Linked DNA regions of Zea mays: region 1 is linked to region 2. The links are chromatin contacts, called in public Hi-C maps. All regions are on one chromosome and are shown on one strand. Each heading gives the region's core, a stretch centred on a gene start, on an enhancer-like site or on the middle of the called end of the contact. The rest is flanking DNA. Distances are from core to core; before and after follow the strand shown. Region 1 holds the start of LOC100276267. Region 2 holds the start of LOC100272863.

Region 1 (3,634 bases), core at 411-2,910, 140 kb after region 2:
CATGCGGGCTATGTCGACTCCTGGCCTTCGTAGCCTAGGGGTTGGCGCAGTTCGCCGCGATGTGCCCTACAAGAGGTCTGCGCACTCAGGCCAAGTCCTGATAGGTCATGTGTGCATTGTAGGTCAGGGGGTGCTTGGGCCATAAATGGGCCACAGTCTGAGGGGTTCGTAGGTCATGTGTGCTCTATGGTCTGAGTGGCTCATAGGCTATAAGTGGGAGGCGGACCGACGCCTCCGTTGTGGCTCGACGCTAGACACAACTAATGCAGCCGGTCACTTATGACGAGTCGGTCTCGGGCCAGGCAAGGGACCCACTCGTGTGGTTTCCCTTCAGCACGCCTGCCCCCCGTGCTTGGTGCCACGGGGCTCATCGGGGGCGGGTTCCTCCAGGACAGACACTACCTGGAGGATCGACGACCCCTAGTTGCTAGTGGCTTTCCCCGGACGTGCTCGCTGATCGATGGGTCCCAGGGACCAGGGATCTTGTCTCTGACAACTATTTACAACCTTTTTGAAGCTCTACGGATGATCTATCTAGTGCATCATATTGATGCACACTAGACACGTAAGTGCTTCACCTATTCTGAATCTCAATAGGGAATTCCCTTGTTCGATGCCCCATATCCGGTGCTACTACCAACTCGCTTGTTCTGATTACTTTTTGAGTTAGATTTTGTTTCAGATTTCCCATATGTTCTTATGTGTTTACCTAGTACTAGTCATCATAAAGTCGACATCACCACTCTTAACTAAACCTACCTAGGTCTAGCCACACATTCATACCCCTGTCTAGTGTGTCAAAAGAAAAAATAAATGTCCTATCACTATTCTAAGTGTCCAACAACTCAATTAATACTTAAAACTAGTCGATCCTTAACTTTATCATTTATCCTTTGAAACCCGATAATTATGAAAGGAACATGACACATAAGAGCGGGTAAATTAGGCAATCTAATTTCTCTCTAAACTATATCCTGTATTTTTCTTATAGTCAAAACCTATGCATGGAATACTTTATGTTATGTGCAACTACGATGTTGACTAAGTGTCAATATCTCTTTTGCAAAGAGATGTGTGATTTAGATTCCAAACATATTTACTAGCCTATAGCTAAGCTAGGATGGTAAAGCAAGACATTATTGATTGGTGTGATTCCACGAGCCATCTCCACCAACTGCTACATTCAAGCTTGCCTCCATCACTTTAGCCGATAGACCCAATATCGCCCATAGACCCAGTATTACCTCTTCCATCACTTACGACAACAAATGACCAGTGAGCTATATAAGCGAGTCATTCGATACAGGTCACAACACATCTCCCACTTTACTAGTTCTTTATTTGTTGCTTCTAAACCTAGAAGTAAATATCGATATACTTGATTTTGACAAATCCAGTGGGACCTCTTTACCTCACAGAATTCACTGTAAAATAGTAACAGTAAACTATAATGTATATTTTTGTGCTCTTTCGATTAATAAGTCGCAGCTTATTCTGTCGTATTAGCCAACCTTCTAGCAAGGAGCCGCGAGAAGCCAAGGCAGAGCACGGTCGAACTGGGAACTGGGTTACCGGACACACTGATGAGAAAAAGTTTTTTCGACGAAAATACGGAACATTGTAAGGCTAGATTTCTTTCTTCTTTCGCAGCCCATGCGGCCCAACTCAACGCATTGCGAGAACAGGCCCGCCGCCACGCCGCCCAGGTAGGTTTTGTTTGGGATCTCACCATTTCTTCCTTGTCTCTGTCTCAACACGGCGCCGCCGCTTCTGCCGCCGGGAGCCGAGCCCAAGCCTAAGCGAAAGCCATGGCGATTGGTTCTCTGATCGCCTCTACTTTCGCCAGATCTAGCCATGCCCTCCCCGCTGCCGCCGCTTCGGCCATCTCTCAGGTGCCACCTCCCCCCTCCCCCCTCCCCCTCTTCCGCGTCGTTGGTTGTTCGTGTGTCGATGTTGATCTGTCCAATTTGTATGTTCCACCGTGTGGTCTGATCAGGCTCCCAGATCCCAGCACACCGCATCTCCTCTACTCTCCGGCCTTGGAGCAGCGGCTCGTGCTTTCAGGTAAATATATAACTACTAGGATACAACTACTAGGAGTACAAGCTTAGTATGTATGCGGATCATCACCAACGCTAGATTGTGCTTCTATGCCAACCATTGCTTGTTGAGTGTTGAATTGTATGTGTTTGCTGCTGTGTGCAGCTCAAGGGCTCTATGGAAGGGAGCATTCGTTGACGCTTTCCTGTCTAGAATTAAGAAGAACAGAGAAAATATGAATGGCAAGAAGATTTGGTCTCGTAGATCCTCTATTTTGCCGGAATTTGTTGGTTCCTCTGTGCTCATTTACAATGGGAAAACTCATGTCCGGTGCAAGATCACTGAAGGGAAGGTTGGCCATAAATTTGGAGAGTTTGCTTTTACACGGAGACGAAGGCCCCATCGAACAATGACAGGAAAGGGAAATCAAGGAAAGGCAAGAAAGTAAAAGGAGAAATGTGCATGAAAGGTGAGGTTATAATATCACAAGAAATTAATTTAGATATCAGCCGATACTGCGAAAAGTTAACCTGCCTTTTTTTTAGTGTTTTTGGGTAATATCTGAAATTTCAATTAGTTGCGTGTAGGAAAAACATTCCGCTAGCACTAAACTGTGAAGTGAATGATATGTAACTATAGGAGCATATCTTTTATTTATGTGTTTGAAAAGTGTATTAGGAGCTGTGCTTCATGTCAGGGCTAATCTTTGCCGTCAAATCTTTGTAACATGGTTAAGAGATGGTAGACCCGATTTTTGCTGCTTTTATTGTGGTTGGGTAATTGATTTGTCTTACCGATATCTTGCTCAAGTGAGTGTGTGATCTGTGTCGACAAAAGCTGGAACCATCCTCTTTCCGCATGTGTTATCGGCAGCCGTGAAAGATCGCCACATCTAAAGCCACCATCTGTACTGGCACCTTTCGGTATGCACTGAGCAAGAGTGCACCTGTGAAGCAAGCATGCAATGCAATGGACGTTAGGACATCTCATGCCGGTTAGACTGGGGATGCATTTGAGATATGTGACCATGTGACCGTAAATATTATCGAGGGTGTTCTCAATTGCTTATATGAGATATTTACAGAAGCTTGTGTCTTCATTATGATTGCGAAGATTATTAAGCTTACAGGGCAATGCTTCCTTGCCATTTGCTCAGATATTTACCATTCTCTGTTCATAATTTTTCAGGTGGTTTTAAGGATAGCATGATGAGGCAGTAGTTGACGAACAAGAACATGAATAACCAGAAATTATGATCTGGACTGCTTTACTGCTTTTTCTTAGACCAATAATTGCAGGAGAATGTTAGTTCATCTTACTTAAAGATTCGTCCGTGTACTTTGTTCCTATCTACTTCCTGCTTACTTTTGGTGTCATGAGTGAACATTAAACTGATCGTAAGTTATGCTTTAGAGTGATTGTTTCTTGCCACAGTTAGCTGTTCACCTCGTGGCCACTCAAATAGCAGAAGTTCCCGACAAACTGAAGACAATCAATAATACTAATTTATGCAAACAGCTATGATAGACGCCGTATGTTTGAAGGAATTGATAAGTTCATTACGTCAACATCGATACGTTCAGGGATTGTTCAG
Region 2 (4,042 bases), core at 1,394-3,893:
TCAACCACAGTCACGAACCAAATGGCGCCACACTGCATAACAAAATCAGAGGGAAACAAGCATAGTTGATAATCTATAGTTGATACAACCACGCCATATAGGACCACTGTATGTATCATGTACGCAAGATGCAATCGTTCAACCAGTGTCATTGATTCAAAAGAACAACGAAGTACGCAAAAATGCAAAATAGTGTCATTGATCCATAAGACCACGCACAGAATAGCTCCCGTATTTTGTATGCACTGCACCTAGGCACCAAGGATCCATCGTCCAGTAATCCAACACCACATGAGGGCAAGGCTGCACCTGCACCCTGCAGCGTCTGGGGTGGCCTCGTGCCCTCCTGGGCAGTGGCAGAGCGATCGACAGAAGCAGAAGACGGGTCGGGGGCGCGGTGCGATGGGCGACCGCCGACAGCAGGTTTAGGGCTGGGACGAGGGAGGACCGTAGCGGGCTGGCGGCGGCGGAGTCGGACTTCGGAGTCGGATGTCGGTGCTCGGCGGCAGCAGGAAGCAAGAACGAGAGAGAGACGCCGGTCACTCAGTGGCACTGAAGAAAGGCGGCGGTGGGCGTGCCACCGCACTGCTCTGTACCTGGCGTTAGGCACTTAGGCCATTAGGGTTTAGCGGGATTCATTTTAGGCCTCGGTGGTTGGGCTTGGGCTGGCTGGCTGGCTTTCGAATTGGGCTTGGCGGCTGGCCGGCCTGGCTCATTCAGCGGTTCGACCGTGTGTACGGTGTACGTGTCCTAGGTGGTCGGTTCGCGACCTCGACCGAGCTGGCTCGGCTCGACTCAACAAGGGCTCGCGAGCTGGTTCAGATCTAGCACGTCGAGCCGAGCTTTTTTTAGTCCTAATAATGTGTAGTTTTTGCCATACTAATTAGTTTAATTCTGTATTCATATAGATTAATCGAGGTGATTAGAATTTATAAAAGACTATTCTTTCTCTTGTCGACTTCGTATTCCTAGCACTTAAGGATGGACGCAGTGCAATGAATGAATGATAGAGCGAACTACATGGACTTGATCACAGGAGGGACCGAGGGAGGGATAAAGGACAAAGAGAAAAGAAATGATGATGTTTGGGTCCACTGTCACTTATCTTACATGCCAGTAAAACCACTCATAAAAAAGCTAGATAGAGAAACGTGAATGGTTTTTACAGCTGGATGGTCAAAGGTTCCTGGTTTTCAAGATATTTTGGTAAAAGGAAATTCGAACAATAGTTGCATAATTCAAATTAGACTTCTCTTGTTCCCCCTACAACCAACACAGTAGAAAATTTCCCCTTTCAAAAAAAATAGAAAAAATCCCATCACCATTTTCACAAAAGGGACGGACAGTAGCAGTCCCTTCCGACGCACGCAAAGGTGCCCGCACAATTTCGAAGTAGAAGAAAGATAAACATTCATATTTGTTTTTTTTTCTCGATTCGTATTTCAACAATTCTCCCTCCCAAATTTCTCATTTCATACTTTTATTTATATTTAAATACCTTCCCTTCAATTATTCTTCTCCCTATTTTATCTCCTCCCCAAACATTCCTCCTATTCACCTCATCTTTACTTTTTAACTGACTTATTTGACTTTTCTACATCGGCTTTAGAATTTTAAAAAATACTATCATATTTGTACTATTATAATACACATTATATTAGATTATAAAGCTTTAAATCTAATTAATTTTACAACTAAAACACAGTAATTAACAGATGGGGGAGATTAGCTCTTCCATTAACGGAGGGAAAAGCGTCTCTCTCCCAGGACGGAGGGCCCTCGAGAGGGCGTTGTTGGACGCTGCCGGGAAGCAGGATGGCGTCCGGACGGCGCCGTTGGAGAGAGCCTAAATTCCATCAATTGGACATTTTGATGTTCCTGGTCTGCCTCGTCGCTTGTTTATTCCCCATATCGGGATTGATGATGACGTCGTTCCTGTTTGTTTACTTCCCTGTCATTTACCCCCTCGGTGTACTATTAGTTGTTGTCGTTTAAAACAGCTACACGGTCTTTAAATTATAAATTTGATCAATGTTTTTTTAAAAAAAATACTTTTATAAAATTACTGGTTAAGACACATCGGTGCATATAAACATTATGTTTCAAAACTACATCATAAAATAGTTATTTGTAATTAAAATTTTATAAGCCTCAAATCTTATCCAAAACGACAACTAATAGGATGGAGAGAGAGTATATCTAAACCACGATACTACCAAAGATGCACCAAGTAGAAAAACAAGTGAGAAGATTCAGTGAGAGGCGGGAGATAAAGCAAGGATATGTTTTTTTTTTCGAGTTGTGAGTTTTGAACAATGACCACTTGAGCCTTGAGGCTGGAGATGATATTTTACCTGTGAGGGTGAAAGCCATAGCTTTGTCCCGTTCCCGCCGCAAAAAGTGGGGAAAAAAATCAAACATCCCACCTTACCTACCACTACCAGTGGGCAGTGGCAGCATGTTGCATGGCATCATCCAGTCCAGACTCCAGAGCCTCCCTGTCGTTGCCACCTCCCCACCACACACGTCCAACCCCGCACCCAGTCCAGATACCCATCCACTGGATCCTTATATACGCCGGCGGCCTAAGACACCGCCAGCAGCCAGCTCCCACTCGCACCGCCCGTCCGCCCAGAACTATCTCGCTCGTCCGCGTTCAGCTCAGCTACTCCAATTTCGCAACAAGTTGCAAGCAATAACCGACCAAGGACGACGAACGGGTCGATGGCCACGCTCTCCTCCTGCAGCCGCCTGAGTAGCGGCACCGGCGCCGCGGCCATCCACCGGCAGCCGGCCCGTGCTGGAGCCGTCCTCGTCGTCACCTGCAGGCGGAGCTCCTCCGCGACCGTCCGCGCCGCAGCCGCTGCCACGGCGGCGGCGCCGGCTGCCGTAGAGCTGCAGAACAAGGGGTAAGTGTATATATAGTGGTGTAACAAATAAGCTGGCTGCTGCTCTTGTAGCTAATTGATCGATGCTGCTGCTGCTGCTGCTGGACGCGCGTGCGTGACCTCCGACCGACTTGCAACTGCAAAGGGTGTCGCTGCCGACGTGGGCGGAGTTCGAGCTCGGGCGGGCGCCGGTCTACTGGAAGACCAGCAGCGGCCTCCCGCCCTCGCCGGTGAGTCAGTCGGTCGGTCGAAATGTCGAGTCCGTGTCCATGGATGATGCGGATTGGATCGGATCCTGCTTCTGCTAGCTAGCGCTGGCTGATACGCGCGTGCGTGGGATGGTTGGCAGGGCGAGGGGCTGACCCTGTTCTACAACCCGGCGGCGACGAAGATGGCCCCGAACGAGGTGTTCGGCGTGGCGTTCAACGGCGGCTTCAACCAGCCCATCATGTGCGGCGGAGAGCCGAGGCAGATGACGCTGCAGGAGCGGGGCAAAGCCGACCCGCCCATCTACACCATCAGGATACGCGTGCCGCAGCACGGTGGAGAGACAGACAGCCCATCCATCTCTTTCATCTCATCTCACTAGTTACCTCTCGCTGATTTCTCTCGGTGCGTGCGTGCAGCCGTAAGCTTGATCTTCTCCTTCACCAACGGGGCCGAGTGGGACGGGCCGTACACGCTCAAGTTCAGGGTCCCCAAGCCATGGCAGAACAAGCCGCTGAGCTTCTTCAACGAGGTGAGTGTCTACCGTCTTGGGTGATGATGGTGACCACTGACCGGTGGTGCAGGCGTGCAGCGAGCTGAGTACTGGTCTGTTGCAGGGCCTGGCGGACGAACTCAACAGGGAGGGCGCCTGCGACCTGGCCATCTACCCGGACGAGAACATCGCCATCACCAGCTGCGCCATGGACGGCTACCTCGAGGAGGGGGTGGGTTCTTCTCACCGCTGCTCTGCTCTATAGTCGTCATTCATATGCCATCCATTCGTGTTTCAGTTTCACAACACAACTGACCCTTGCAGGGGGATCGGTGCAAGCTGGACATCGTGAGCGGATGCACGGACCCCAGCTCCGACATGTTCGACCCGCTGGCCACCGTCGACGACGGCTCCTGCCCCCTCGAGTCTGATTCCGAGGAATGATGAAGGAGCT

Evidence for each region. Hi-C and Micro-C count contacts between places; a contact is called where the count stands out from the background.
Region 1: a Hi-C map of ear shows a contact between it and region 2, with 1.8 times the contacts expected there. The contact joins the promoter of LOC100276267 here to the promoter of LOC100272863 in region 2. A contact is called at or near these places in 2 of 25 Hi-C or Micro-C datasets (ear and leaf).

Annotation. Positions count from the first base shown.
Region 1 is chr1:252,333,996-252,337,629 of Zm-B73-REFERENCE-NAM-5.0, forward strand. It overlaps LOC100276267, which reads left to right and starts at 1,661. Exons shown (of 4, transcript NM_001150098.2): 1 at 1,661-1,892; 2 at 1,997-2,064; 3 at 2,206-2,509; 4 at 3,229-3,624. The coding sequence starts at 1,809. The coding sequence ends at 2,488.
Region 2 is chr1:252,192,612-252,196,653 of Zm-B73-REFERENCE-NAM-5.0, forward strand. LOC100272863 reads left to right here and starts at 2,644. Exons shown (of 6, transcript NM_001147316.1): 1 at 2,644-2,909; 2 at 3,034-3,118; 3 at 3,238-3,430; 4 at 3,515-3,627; 5 at 3,713-3,820; 6 at 3,913-4,042. The coding sequence starts at 2,725. The coding sequence ends at 4,032.